Regions from separate parts of the Mus musculus genome. Here region 2 is linked to region 1. Evidence: chromatin contacts called from public HiChIP or PLAC-seq data. All regions are on one chromosome and are shown on one strand. The core of a region is the stretch at or near the end of the contact, and the rest is flanking DNA. Distances in the headings are between cores, read along the strand shown.

The links. HiChIP or PLAC-seq counts read pairs in DNA pulled down with a chosen protein or histone mark.
Region 2: an HNF4G HiChIP or PLAC-seq map of pancreatic cancer cells shows a contact between it and region 1. The contact joins two enhancer-like sites. A contact is called at or near these places in 2 of 115 datasets of contacts at active chromatin or transcription factors (fibro-adipogenic progenitors and pancreatic cancer cells).

Annotation. Positions count from the first base shown.
Region 1 is chr7:130,652,062-130,658,636 of GRCm38.p6, reverse strand. The region is part of intron 3 of Tacc2 (transforming, acidic coiled-coil containing protein 2); the gene reads right to left. Among named protein-coding and RNA genes, the nearest start is that of Gm39098, 9.4 kb to the right of the region's middle. Within about 2 kb of position 3,901, at least 69 of the 459 cell types and tissues checked have an H3K27ac peak or open chromatin away from gene starts, as enhancers often do. A contact at or near this core is called in pancreatic cancer cells, where this site is marked.
Region 2 is chr7:130,962,557-130,969,131 of GRCm38.p6, reverse strand. All of the region lies in intron 3 of Htra1 (HtrA serine peptidase 1), which reads right to left. Among named protein-coding and RNA genes, the nearest start is that of Htra1, 30 kb to the right of the region's middle. Within about 2 kb of position 3,586, at least 138 of the 459 cell types and tissues checked have an H3K27ac peak or open chromatin away from gene starts, as enhancers often do. A contact at or near this core is called in pancreatic cancer cells, where this site is marked.

The DNA.
Region 1 (6,575 bases), core at 2,652-5,151:
TAAGACTGAGCCTGTAGAAAATTTTCACAATCAGTAGTTGGTGTGGAAGAACCCGGCCCATTGTGGATGGGGCCGTTCCTGGGCTGATGGTCCTCAATCTAACCAGGCTGAACAAACCTTGTGGAGCAGGCCAGTAAGCAGAACTCCTTCATGGTCTCCACATCAGCTCCTGCCTCCAGGTCCCCTCCCAGTTTGAGTACCTCCTGTCATGGCTTCCCTCAAAGGTCCATGACTCAGGATATGGAAACCAATGTCTTACCAAGTTGCTTTCATATATGGTAGTGTTTCATCAGACTGACAGTAACCCTCACTAAAACAGGGTCTCAACATACGACTTCCGGAGGACACAGAGGAACACACTGTCACAGGAATACAGGATTCTTGCTGGCTAGAGTGATCTAGGTGAAGTCCTAGGAATATTCTAGGAATAGCTGAGACAACAAAGGGCATTACTGGGCCCCTGTGTGCAACGATTCCTGCAAACCAACAACAGTTTTTCAGGCAGGAAGGCCACTAGTGCGAGGCTCCATCCTCTATGCCACACAACCAAGGAAACTTCCTCCCTCTCTCCCTCTCTGCGTGGTTACAAAACCGCTGGCCTTCCTTCTCTTCCTCAGAGGAGAAGGGTGGTGTGGAGAAAGCTGGCCAAGGACAACAACGGCAAAGCCAGGCCCGGTGTCCTGAGGAAGTCGTCAGCACGGGGAGAACGGCCAAGAAACAGGAACAGCAAGATCAAAGGCAGCAGAAGCCAGGCTCTCATGAGAAGAGGAGCTGCGTGTACAAAATGTGATTGGGCTGTAGGAAAAAGAAAGAGACGGGGCTAGGCGGTGGTCGGAGACTATCAGTTACGCTGGAATAGAGGCAGAGAGGTGTGCATGCATGTGAGTCCCTGTGTAGACAGAAGCACACATTCATCCTATTTCCCAACTCCCTCTTGAGAAAGGTTCTGTCAAAAGGATGGAACCTCAAAGGGGCAGCCATTAGCCAAACCTTCGGTTATTTGGACCTCAAAATGGGAAATATGGGACCTAGAGAGATGGCTCAGTGGTTAAAAGCACTGGTTGTTCTCCCAGAGAACTAAGGTTCAATTCCCAGCACCCACATGGCAGCTCATAATGAGCTGTAGCTCTTGTCTCTTGGGATCCAAGGGCCTCTGAGGGAACTGTACATACATGTGCATAGTCAGACATGTAGGCAAAACACGCATCCACACAGGATAAACGCTCAAAGAAATAACAAAAAAACATAGAGAAAGTAATGGATCGCAATCAATCCATGGAGTTAGCGTAATGATGGATATATCCACATGGACTGAAGTGATGACAAGGAGAAAGGAGGGCCTCCTAGTGTCTGGTGCGGTCGAGAAAACAAAGATGCATCCACTAAGGATGCATCATGAAGGAGGCAAGCGAAGGCCAGGCAGGGGCCATGGGAGGATGCTAGGGCAGAGGCACGGAGGCATAAAGCAGCAAGTGGACATCTGATCGCTAAGCATCTTCTACCAAATACCATGTGATCACAAAATGAAAAGTGATCTCTCTGTAGTGGAGAGGTCTGGCAGGCTCCGGCTTTGCCAGGTACTCCTGCCACCACTACAGAGGCCCAGCTACACTTCTATAGATTAGTCTGCTCATAGACGGGCATAGAGTGAGGGCCTTTCAACATCATGAAACATCTGTGCTCTTCAAGGTCATGGGAAACTGGGAAAGGCAAGGCAGGATTCTAGACTGAAAGAGAGTAGGTGGTGGGACACAGGGTCCAGCGTAGGACTGTGCCCTGGACCTGCTGGGACATGGTCAGAGGTGGTGATGCTGAGTGGAGTCTGAGAACTGGGGACTGCTCCCCCGATGGATGGCTGCACTGGAGTCATACCAGAGGGTGCTGCTGTCTAGGGACATGCATGCTGGAGCTCTCGAGGATTTGGGCTTTAGGTTTGGGAGGGGTCGACTTCATTCAAGTTGATCTTGAATGACTCAGAGAGGAATAGGAACAGATATACATCTGTAGATAGAGTGACTGGCCGAACCTACGTGGGAGAATATCAGTACACTGTTCTCACAGCTGTTCGGAACCAGCAATCAATGTGTGCAACAACAGTAAAACAAGGCTTGCCAGCGACGCCCTGCACCAGCGAGGAGCCTGGTCTGGCTCTGGCAGGCCGCACGGGCTCTGAGGAGAGCAGGGAGGTTAAGGTGGACAGCTGAGGCTAGGTTCTGAGAGGCCTCAGAAGGTCAGGAGATAAGGCATGAACTTGTAGCCTTGAGGTGACAAGAGTGTCAACAGAGCCATCCGCAGGCGAGTGGCAGGACATTTTAAAAATGACAGTCATGTTGCTGCAGAGAATAACTAAAGAGACGATCCCCTAGTGAGGGGTCCCAGTAAGAGCTCTGGGACTATTTAGGAGCCAGATAAGGCTGGACAGCACACAAGCCGCTGCAGAGGAGGGGGGCTTCCAGGTGTCCACCCAGGATTTCGTGAATGACAGAGGGAGCAATCAGAGGCCATCTGGGATTTGATCATTGAATGACTTGGCTTTAACTACAAGCCTCACACATAAACTCAGGACTTCCTGTGTCATTAGTGACTTATCTTTAACAAGGATTTGAGATTCTTTATTTATTTATTTATCTCTAAAGGAAGTCCGGTGAACTTAAATAAGTTTACATCATTCTGACTAATACATAAACTAGGGTTCCCTGGAGTTTGGGATGTTGTTATTGGCATTGCTACCTTTTTCTTCTATAAATTGTTTCGTTTTCTCCTGAGACAGAATCTCCCGTAGTCCAGGCTGGCCTTAAACTACCCACGTGGGGTAGGATGACCTTACCTAGAACTCCTGGTCCTCCTGCCTCCACCTCCAGCCTGCTGGGACTACAGGCAGGTGCTATGGGGCCAGGTTTACTAAGCAGAGGGTTTTGTGTGTTCTAGGCAAGCACTGTACCTACCGTGCTCCACACAGCCGGGTCTCTGGCTCGGAAGTATTCCTTCTTCTTTTCCCCACGTAAGCTAAGAAACCTACTTTATTATCTAAATGATAGTCTCATCATGTTACCCAGACTAGTTCAATTATCATGCCAAGGCCTCTAACTAGCTGGGGCTGTGGGTGTGGGGCACAGTGTTAGCTAATGTAAAACTTGATAAACTCAAGGCTGGACTCCCCAGAAACTGTGCACTGCACTTTAGGGAACCCCGGAAGTCACAGCTGCCAGCTCTGTGCAGCTCACCTCTGTTATGTGAGGTTTTGGAAGGCAATGTCAGAGCTCAGTGGAATGGAAACGTCTCTGACTGTAGCTCTTCTGCACAAGCTGTAGGCTAGCTGTAAACTAGCAATACACAGTAAGCAGAGGGAAGGTGTCATGACACCTGGAGACTCCCCTGGGAGTGTCCTTCGCAGAGCACTACTGAGCATCCTGTCAAGTATGTCCTCTGGGGAGCGTAGCAGACAGACCCTTGTTCTGCTTCTACTGATAATCACTAATGCAGGCTCTGGGCAAGCCAGGCTGGGCTTTCTTTGTCTGGATCTAGTAGGTGAGAGTGGATTGAGCATGGCCTGGCATTCCTGAGCACCAGGCACAAGCAGAGCCGATTCCTAGACCAGCAAGATCAAGTTGCCTAAGATCAGACAGGGAACAAGGCTGTAATGGTTAAGGTATTTGACCAAGATCTAGGAATGCTCGTTTTATTGTTGCTAACACTCTAATATGAACTTGGTAACAGATTAACCTAAGCATACGAGCCTCACTCATAAGAACAGCTCCTTGCCAAGCCTGTGTGGGGAGCATCCCACACTCTCAGGCTTCCTTTGCAAGGATGAAGAACACTATCAAGCTGAAGCCAAGGGCATGCATAGGAGTCCAGAAATCTTCCAGTCAGCCAGGAGGCCTGGCCAGAGGGAGGAAACAGGATGAAGGTGCCTCCCACAGGGCTCTAGGGAAAGTGGCTGGTGGGATGACTCTGAGGCAGAGTACAGACAAACACTTCCACTCCCAGATAAGCAAGTCCAGCAAGGCAAACACTTGCCCTTTGGTTAAAACAAAAGGAAATACTCTTTTTTTTTTTTTTAAGAGGAAAAAACGTGTACAGTATCTCAGGGCTTTGCCAAATGTGGTCTGTAATTCTTCGGGACTCCTGACAAGAGGGCAGCCATACTGCCTGACAGAAGATAGTAGAGGAGACCAGGTCTTGGGAGTGTGGGCCTCTCACTGCTGACCCTAAAGTCCTTCAGGAGCCCAGGCTGTCTTCTGGAGTCTTCCCTTGGAAAGAGCACAGCCCAGTCTGGAGCACAGGCACAGCTCAGGAGGGGTGCAAGGAGCCATGGGACCTCTCAGGAGAGAGGAAGAAACAAAACAGCAGGTCCAGGAGGGAACTTGGACCATCAGCAACAAAAGAGGAAACATTGCCCTTCACTACCAAACCTCAATCCAGGACACAGAAGTAAGTGTACGGGAATGAATGAATGAATGAATGAATGAATGAATGAACGAACGAACCAAGAAGGCTGTACAGCCCCCAGGGAGCCATAGCCGTGAAGGCTGATATAATGCAGTGTTTGGCACACATTTCAAGCAAAACTTCCACTCATTTCAACTCTGACCTGCGCTTTTCATTTCTTATAAGGTCTCAATTGTTTTTTCAAAGCCTCAAATTTATTTTTCCTACTCCTGGGCTTCAGTACTGGGTCTTTGCTGGTGAAGAAATAAAAGGCCTGACATAACCCCTCTTGGGAGGCAAAGACTGCAGGGTCAGACTGCCTTAGTCAGAACCATTCCTCTGCAATAAAGAGCAGTGCAGTCTTAGGGCAGGTCTACCCAAAGCTCAGTCTCCCCATCTGCCACCCAGGCAACAGTCAGACTCATTAAGGGCAGTCCTGAGAGCATCTCTCCAGCAGGGTACCTGACCAGTGGGATGTGTTCAAGAGAGGAAGGTACCATCAACATAGACGCAGCAGGTCCACACTCCCTCCTTCCTCCCCGAAGGGTGTGCCTCCCCCCATATACACACTTCTCCTTCTCCCAGACTGTGAGGACACCAGTAGAATGGGGATCAAGAATGAACACAGCACAGACGGTAGCAAGTGATGGGACAAATGTTGACGAGCACACAGGATGTACTAGGCACGATGCAGACATGTTTTCACAAAGAACAAGCAAGCACAGCCTCTGGTGATGGCTGGAATACGGTTCATCTCACAACCTCAAGCTGAAGTGCAATCCCCACCAAGACATATTTAAAGGCGGCACCAGGTGGCACCTGTAAGGGCTAATTAAAGCTCTGCCCTCAGGAGTGGATTAATCCATTTATGCACCTAATGGATTAATGGATTATCTTGAGAGTGGATCTGTTATAAAAGCCAGTCTGGCTGGGTCTCTCACATGTTCCCAGTCTCTTGTCATGTGATGTTCTGTACTCGTTTGTTACTTTGGCAAGGAGAAGGCTGTCACCAGATGCATCCCTTTGACCTCAAATGGAGCCACCAATCAAAATAAACCTTTTTTTTCCTTTGTAATTCAGTCTGTGTCATTAACTGTTCATTACTGTGTCGTTAACAGAGAATGAGCTAAGTAAGGCTTCTCTCCACCCTAACCCACACTGGACATTTCATCTGCTCTAACTCCAGATCTGAGATCTCTGCCCCTGGGTCACGCAGGGTTTGGTGGTCTCAGGCAGAATTTAGTGACATGTAGTACAGAAGAATCAACTGAGGGCCACCCTCCAGGAGGTCTGAGCAGTGGACCAGGGAAGGCCTTTCCTCTCCCAGGGCCCCAGGCATCCCCCGACAATATGAAGGTTTAGACTGTCTAATCCAAAGTCAGGGTGATCAGAAACCCACAGTCCCTAGAGGCACAGCCCCCCTGGTCTAGCTGAAAAATGATGGGGGTGGGGGGTGGGGGTGGGGCAGACCATAGGCAGTGCCCACATGTTGGACCAACCCAGGAGTGAGTACTAAAATGGGAGGCAGAGGCTGACCTGTGGACTCAGCTCTGGCCACCCAGGATGCCTTGGTAAAGGAAGGCAGGACGTCAGATGGCAGGAAGCCTTCGAACATACAACTTAAGTATCCCTCAAAACCCTGCTATTATTGTCCCCAAGGCTTCCCGGTTAGTGAACTCAGGGCTGGGTATCATGGAGAGCTCAGGTAAGAACTTACTCTCAGGACAAGCAGAGAGTAGCCAACATGTTGCTCAAAAGACTAAGAAATAAACCCTTCTAGGTGCTGAGAGGAGCCACACAGTCAGGTGAGTAACAACATAGGTATTGCTGATCAAAGCAGCACAGAGCCAGGGCCATTCATAGACTGCAGAGGGGGCCAGCTCTCCAGGTCAGCACCCCACCTGCAGCTGCCACACCAGCACACCAAATACACAGGGCCATTGCTTCTCCTGAGATACAGGCACAGAATTCAAAGGGAAGAGTCACTGGGGATTGGGTAGAGTAGGCACGGACTTCAAGTAGAGCCCATGGTAAAGCTCTGAACCCAGCCGGGCTATTTACTAGCCATGTGTAATCTTAGGCAAGCTCATTAAATCCTTATGACCCTGTTTCTGAAGCTGTAACATAAGGATGAAACGCATCAC
Region 2 (6,575 bases), core at 2,337-4,836, 310 kb before region 1:
ACTTCTTCCTGAAATATTGATGCTCACCTCCCTATTTAAAAAGTAAAAAATCAATCTGGTAACAGGAGCTTTGCACAGACTCTCGGGCATCTCTGACAACTGCAGCAGAAGCCCTCCTAGTTCTGAGAGAGAAGACCACAGAAAAGTACAGCAAGCCAAAGCCCAGAAAGCATCCAAAATGGACGGGTACAAGCGCCAGTGGACATTCACGACAGCCAGATAGGAAGGTCCGGGGCAGTGTGGCCTACTCCAGGCTGCAGGCTGCTTTACGGGAAGAGGACAGCATCCAGAGGATGCACAGGCTTTGGTTTATCTGATTTGCTTTTGGAAGAGCCCATGGGCTTAGTCAGCATCCTCTGACAGTCAAGTGGCCTGAGGAGAACCCGAGTGAGTCATCTCCAGCAGCCGGCCACCAGGGGCTGACTCTCCACAGGCAGGGCCAAATCATGGGAGGTTTCGATATGAAAGTCCCAGTCCCCACAGCCCCCTAAGTGACCCTGCTCTGAACTCTGAGGTGAAGCATCAGACTTCAGGCCCTCTCAGCAGGCTCAGCAGTAAGAGGAGCCTCAGTAAGCAAAAACAACGGCACTCAGAGGCTATGCCTCAGCCACTTCAAACAGGTCTGTGGGACTGGTGGGACAAAGGTGGCCAGCCAGGCACCTACCTACATTGGTAGGCCTGAGGGGAGAAAGAAAGCCACCTCAGGCTGGGATAAAGGCTGTGTCCAAATATTTACCTGGTGGTTGGCGTCAGGGAAAAGAACCCACAGGAAGTCTCTCCTTGCTTCCTCAGCACTCAGAGGTACCAAGACCACAGGCTCAGTGTAACCCTGGCTCGGGCTGTATCTGGCCAAAGCCAACAGTGGGAGACAAGAGTGCACAGTCAGTCTGCTGCACAGCCCTCTTTATCTGAAGCTGTTTCAGAGGAACACTATAGCCATGATCACCTGGCTAATCTCCGAGCAGATGCTGTCTCTCCATCAGGGTTTCAATTGTCCATGTTCTACACCCCGACCAAAAAGCAAGTTGGGGAGGAAAAGGTTTATTTGGCTTACGCTTCCATATCACTGCTCATCATCGAAGGAAGTCCAACTCACTCAGGGGAGGAGCCTGGAGGCAGGAGCTGATGCAGAGGCCCATGGAGGGATGCTGCTTACTGGCTTATTCCTCATGGCTTGCTTATAGAACCCAGGCTTGGGGACGGCCCCATGCACAGTGGGCTGGGCCCTCCTCCGTCAATAACTGATTAAGACAATGTCTTACAGCTGGGTCTTATGGAGGTATTTTCTCAACTAAGATTCCTTCCTTCCAGATAATTCTAGCTTGTGTGTCAACTTGACCTAAGACTGGCCAGCATAGCTATCCAGTACCCAAGACCTGACCTGAAGGCCAAAAGAAATGTGTCCTTTATACTCTAGCAGTTGATGTGGAGTCTGAACACAGAGGAAGTGCTGGGGAGGTGGCTCAGTCAGTGAAGTGCTTCCTGCACAAGCTTGCCGACCTAAGTTTGATTCTCTGAGGCCATGGAAAGCCAGGCACACCTGTGATCCCAGCACGGGGCGGCTGGAGCTAAAGGGATCCTTGGAGCTTGCTCTAACCACGTCAATAAGCTCCAGGTTTGACAGGTAACCATGTCTCAGAGAGTAAGGTGGAAAGCAGCTGTCACCTAAACAGGGAGAGATAGAAAGCAGACACAGAGACGGAGAGACGGGGAGAGATAGAGATAGAGAAATCAAAATCAAGGGCAGCAAGGTACAGGGTCACATGCCTGAAATCCTAGGTATGTAGGAAGCTGAAACGGGAGGATTACTTGAGCCCAGCAGTTTGAGGCTTCTCTGAGCAGCATATTAACACAAACACACACACACACACACACACACACACAAATAATGAAAAATTAAACAGCAACAAGTAGCAACAAATTCTTATTTAAATGAGGAAGGAGGGCAAATGCAGAACGATGGGGGGGGGGGCTGGAGCGTGAGGGGGACTCAGATGTGGGAAACTATTTTATGCAGTGAGTCAGGCAAGGGATGTCCCTGGGGTCTAAAGCAGGATGTGACTGCATCCCTGAAGGACAAGGGAAGGCCAGGCAGAAAGAGCACTCTAAACCTCAAGGAGCTGTGCAGAGATGGTGAGGGGTAGGAGGACGAGGGAAGGGGCTACAGATCGAGCGGGTGGGTCTCAGGAAGGAGTTGTCAAGACACTCTGAAACAGTAGTTCTCAACCTTCCTAAAGCTACGACCCTTTAATACAGTTCCTCGTGTTGTGGTGACCCATCAACCATAAAGTCATTTCATTGCTACTTCGTAGCTATAATTTTGCTACTGTTATGAATCCTAATGTAAATATCTGCTATGCGACCCCCAAGGGGTTTGCAACCCATAGTTTGAGAACGGCTGCTGTGAAAGAAAGGATTTCTCCAGCATAGGTGAGACAGCATCTGGAGGAATCAGTACAACAGCTGGAAAAACAGCTGCGTGACGACATTTCCCTGGTGCTTTCTGAACACTTCCCCATCTCTCTGCCCATGCCTCTGCTCCAGACTCAGGACACCTGATAGGTTGACATTTTACATTTCCTCCATCTCTTGAGGCTCTCTCCTCTTCTTAAACTGCTCAGGAAGGAGAGAGAGAGAGAGAGAGAGAGAGAGAGAGAGAGAGAGAGAGAGAGAGAGAGAGAGAGAGAGAGAGAGAGACAAAAACTGCCTTTGGATTAAAGTTAAAAATATTCTGTACACAGGGCCAGTGGCTCGAGTCAAACACATTTGGAAATAGTTTGCATCTCAGACTGAACTAGTTTGCCCTCAAAGCTGCTTTCCATTAAAATATTTACATGTGTGAGCCCCACCCCCACCTCCAGATCAATACTGACCCCACTGAGGACCCTTAGCTTCAGCTCGAGGACAGGAGAATCCCATGAGACCTGTAGGGGTCATCCTCTCCCCTCCAGGGGGTGGAACAGGAGGAGTCCCAACCACAGATGGCTACCCTGTGTGAGCCTTTCCCACTGAGTTCTTCAGAGCCTCAAAATGCAGCAGGCAGAGTGCATGCGCATGTGTCCGCTCAGCAGAGAAACAAAAGAGAGGCTTTTGGTCACAAGCCCAGAAAGCTCTCTGGCAATTGCAAGCCAAGCAGCTCCAATCCCTTAGAGATGTGAAGCATCTCTGTGAGAGGGATGAAGTGAAGGAACTTGGGAAGGGCCTGCTCTGTGGCGGTGATTACAGAGGCCTTACGCGATGTGTCCTTTCCTTGAGCAGCATCCATCAGTGGTTTGCGATTCTAAGGGGTAGCATGCGCTCACCACACTTGGGCCATGCGGGTCGAGGCCCTGTGGCATAGGACAACTTCCCCACCCCCAACCCCCAAGCTCCCCAATGGTGGATCTGCCCCCAAAAAAAGATGGCTGGTGATCTCAGAAAAAAAAATAAAAAAGGTGGGGGCAGGTGGGATAAAAATCAAGTGAACAATGACATTGCATGCCCATTGCACCTTCCATTTCACAAAAAAGGACAGTGTGAGTCACAGACAACTCATGCTGATAGGAAACTGGGCCTAGATGGCCAACCCTTGAATTAGTCACTGGGCTTAAGCTCCTGTCTCCTCTTCCTACCTTCACACCCGCCTCCCTCAAATGCTAGGACTGTGGGTATGCACCACCACACCCACAATCCTACTCTGCCTTCTCTGACCTTCCCTGACCTGTTCCTTGGTTGCTGCCCCTAGGACGACGCAACGCCAAGCAAGTGCCTAGCCCATCACTGCCCACCACGCACCTTGATCATACCACACACTATGGGGTAAATTCTGCTCGAACACAATTCAACTGGATGGCCAGCCTGTTCCTTCCAAATCAAGCTTTGTTACAAGCCAGACTCTCCCTAGAATAACTCTCACCAGAACAGGGACAAACAGGAAAGAGGGGTGGCAGGGGTTGGGGGCAGGCAGGAATCAGGCTTTGATGTGGGTGTCTGCAATGTAATAGCCTTGCATTTCCAACTCCATTTTCAAAAGCTACATCAGGTCAATTTTACATTTCCAAACATGGTGGGGGGTGGGGGTTGTTCGTGCAGTACATGTCAAACAGCAGGCTTCTGGTTAAAGAGCTAGACACTCAGGGAATGCCTTCACATTTTGCTTGGTTATGCCAGAGGTGACATGAGGCTTCTCCTGTCTCCACATTGGCTCAAAATCAGAAAAGAATATCCCTGGACTGGAAGCAATCACGTGGTATGCACCCACGCATTCCAAACATGAAATTACTTGAGGAGACAGCTCACAAACCACACAGGCCAGAGCCCTGCCTGCAGATGGCCAGGAGGCCCCCAGTGCTGGCTGCCTTCCAAGAACTGAGTCTGAAGGTCCTACATGTGGTCACTGACTGTGCTATTCTGGCCAATCTCCTTCCGGTGCCTCCACCGAATTCTAGACACCTTGCTAGCAGCATTCCTAAAAGGGGACACACCAACCTTTCCATGGGCTATTTAAGGTCAGGCTACTCCATCCCATGTGAAGGCCAGGCTTTGTCCCTGTGCTAATGGCTATGGAGTTAGGTACCTGGAATCTGCAGCCTGGCTCTGAGGAGGCTAAGGGTGATAAGATGGAGGAGTGGTCTCTGAGCATTCTTTCTTCTTTTAAAATACATTTTTAAAAGATTTATTTATTTATTATATGTGTACACTGTAGCTATCTTCAGATACTCTAGAAGAGGGCATCAGATTTTTGTTACGGATGGTTGTGAGCCACCATGTGCTTGCTGGGATTTGAACTCAGGACCTTTGGAAGAGCAGTCGGTGCTCTTAACCGCTGAGCCATCTCACCAGCCCTCTTCTTTTATAAAATGGGAATAACACGGCTACTCTATATACTAAAGAATGGTTAGATGAGAAGTCAGAGCCTGGACCAACTGTCTTGGTATCAATAAACACATTTAGAAAGATGAGCTCTTGATAGAAATTTCACAGTAACTTAACAGAAATAACACACAACTGTGACCCTGAGGTCAGTTGTCACCTACATGGGCACAGAGCCTGTATCTACAACCTTCAGCCCCAGCCCTCACCACCCCAGCCTCTGAGAAGGTAAGGAGACAAGCAGGGTATGGGGGGAGATTCTGAACAGCTGCCTAATGCTATTTTAAAGGAGATAAAAGGACCCAGAATCCTACTGCCCCAATAGTACCCTGAGCTTTCTCCATCCAATAGCTGGAACACACAGTAGGACTTCACACCTAGCTGACTTCATAGCTCACAGTCAGATGAGAAGCAAGCAAGAAGTCACAAGAAAAGGCTACACTTCATTACCCACCCCACTCACACCTTTTTCTGCACCAACCACAAAATTCCCACTGACCCTTCTGCCTTTTATCTGAAGGAATTTCCAATAACAGGAAGAAAACAGAAACTCCAGTCTCAGCATGAGTGCAAACCAACCTCACATCACCATGTGATCTACATGAGGTGGACTGGGAACGTTTGCTGGTGATCCAGTAAGAACTGTATGTAGTTTCAGGCATGAAGGCCTTGCTAAACAAGTGTGGGAGATGTGGCAGAGTACTTGGCTAGCTCTCACAAAGCCCTGGCTTGATCCACAATATTATATAAACCTGGCTTGGTCCTACATGTCCATAACCCTCACATACAGAAGGTAGATGCAGGGGAGTCAAAGGTTCAAAGCCATCCACAGATAATAGATGTGTTTGAAGGCACCCTGTGCCACATGAGACCTAAGACAACAAAGACTTCGCTAAGCAAATGTGACTGTAAGCAGAATATTAAATTAAAAACATTTTCTTTCATTTTCTTTAATAAAAAATTGCTGTTGGTGTGGTAGCACTTGGGAGGCAAAGTCAGGAGGATCTCTTTGAGGTCAAGGCCAGCCTGGTTTACAAAGTAAGTTCGAAGACAGCTAGAACTTAAGACCTTGTCTCAAAAATATCCAAAAATAAAATAAAATAAGATAAAATAAAATTCAGGTAGGACTAGAAGTAGCTACTCCAATAACTCGCAGAGCAACTTCACATAAGCATTTTTCAAATTGAGCTCACTCTTACTGTGTCTTAGTTTTGTACTGGCCCTGCTTCTGAGTTACAGGCTAATGGAAGGCTATAATTTGGGTAGATAATGCATTGCAGCCCTTTTGAGGGGACTATGGTCATGTCATAATATTAAGGATTCTTAGGGTCTCAAGAGAGAGGTGTTAATTTTGTCTTAAGGTTCCCAAAACCTTGACCTGGAGAGATGGCTCCGTGGTTAACAGCACTGACTGCTTTTCCAGAGGTCCTGAGTTCAATTCCCAGCAACCACACGGTGGCTCACAATCACCTGTAATGGGACACCTGGAATGGTGTGTCTGGAGACAGCGACAGTGCACTCATATACATACAATAAACAAACAAGTGCTTAACAAGGAGAGATGGCTTGGCGTTAAGAGAGCATACTGCTTTTGCAGAGACCCATTGTCTAGTGGCCCATAACCCTGTAACTCTAGGCAAGGGTATCCAACATCTCTCGGTGCATACCCATTTACCCACACAACACATAATTAAAGACAATTTTTAAAACTCTTTTCAAAGCCC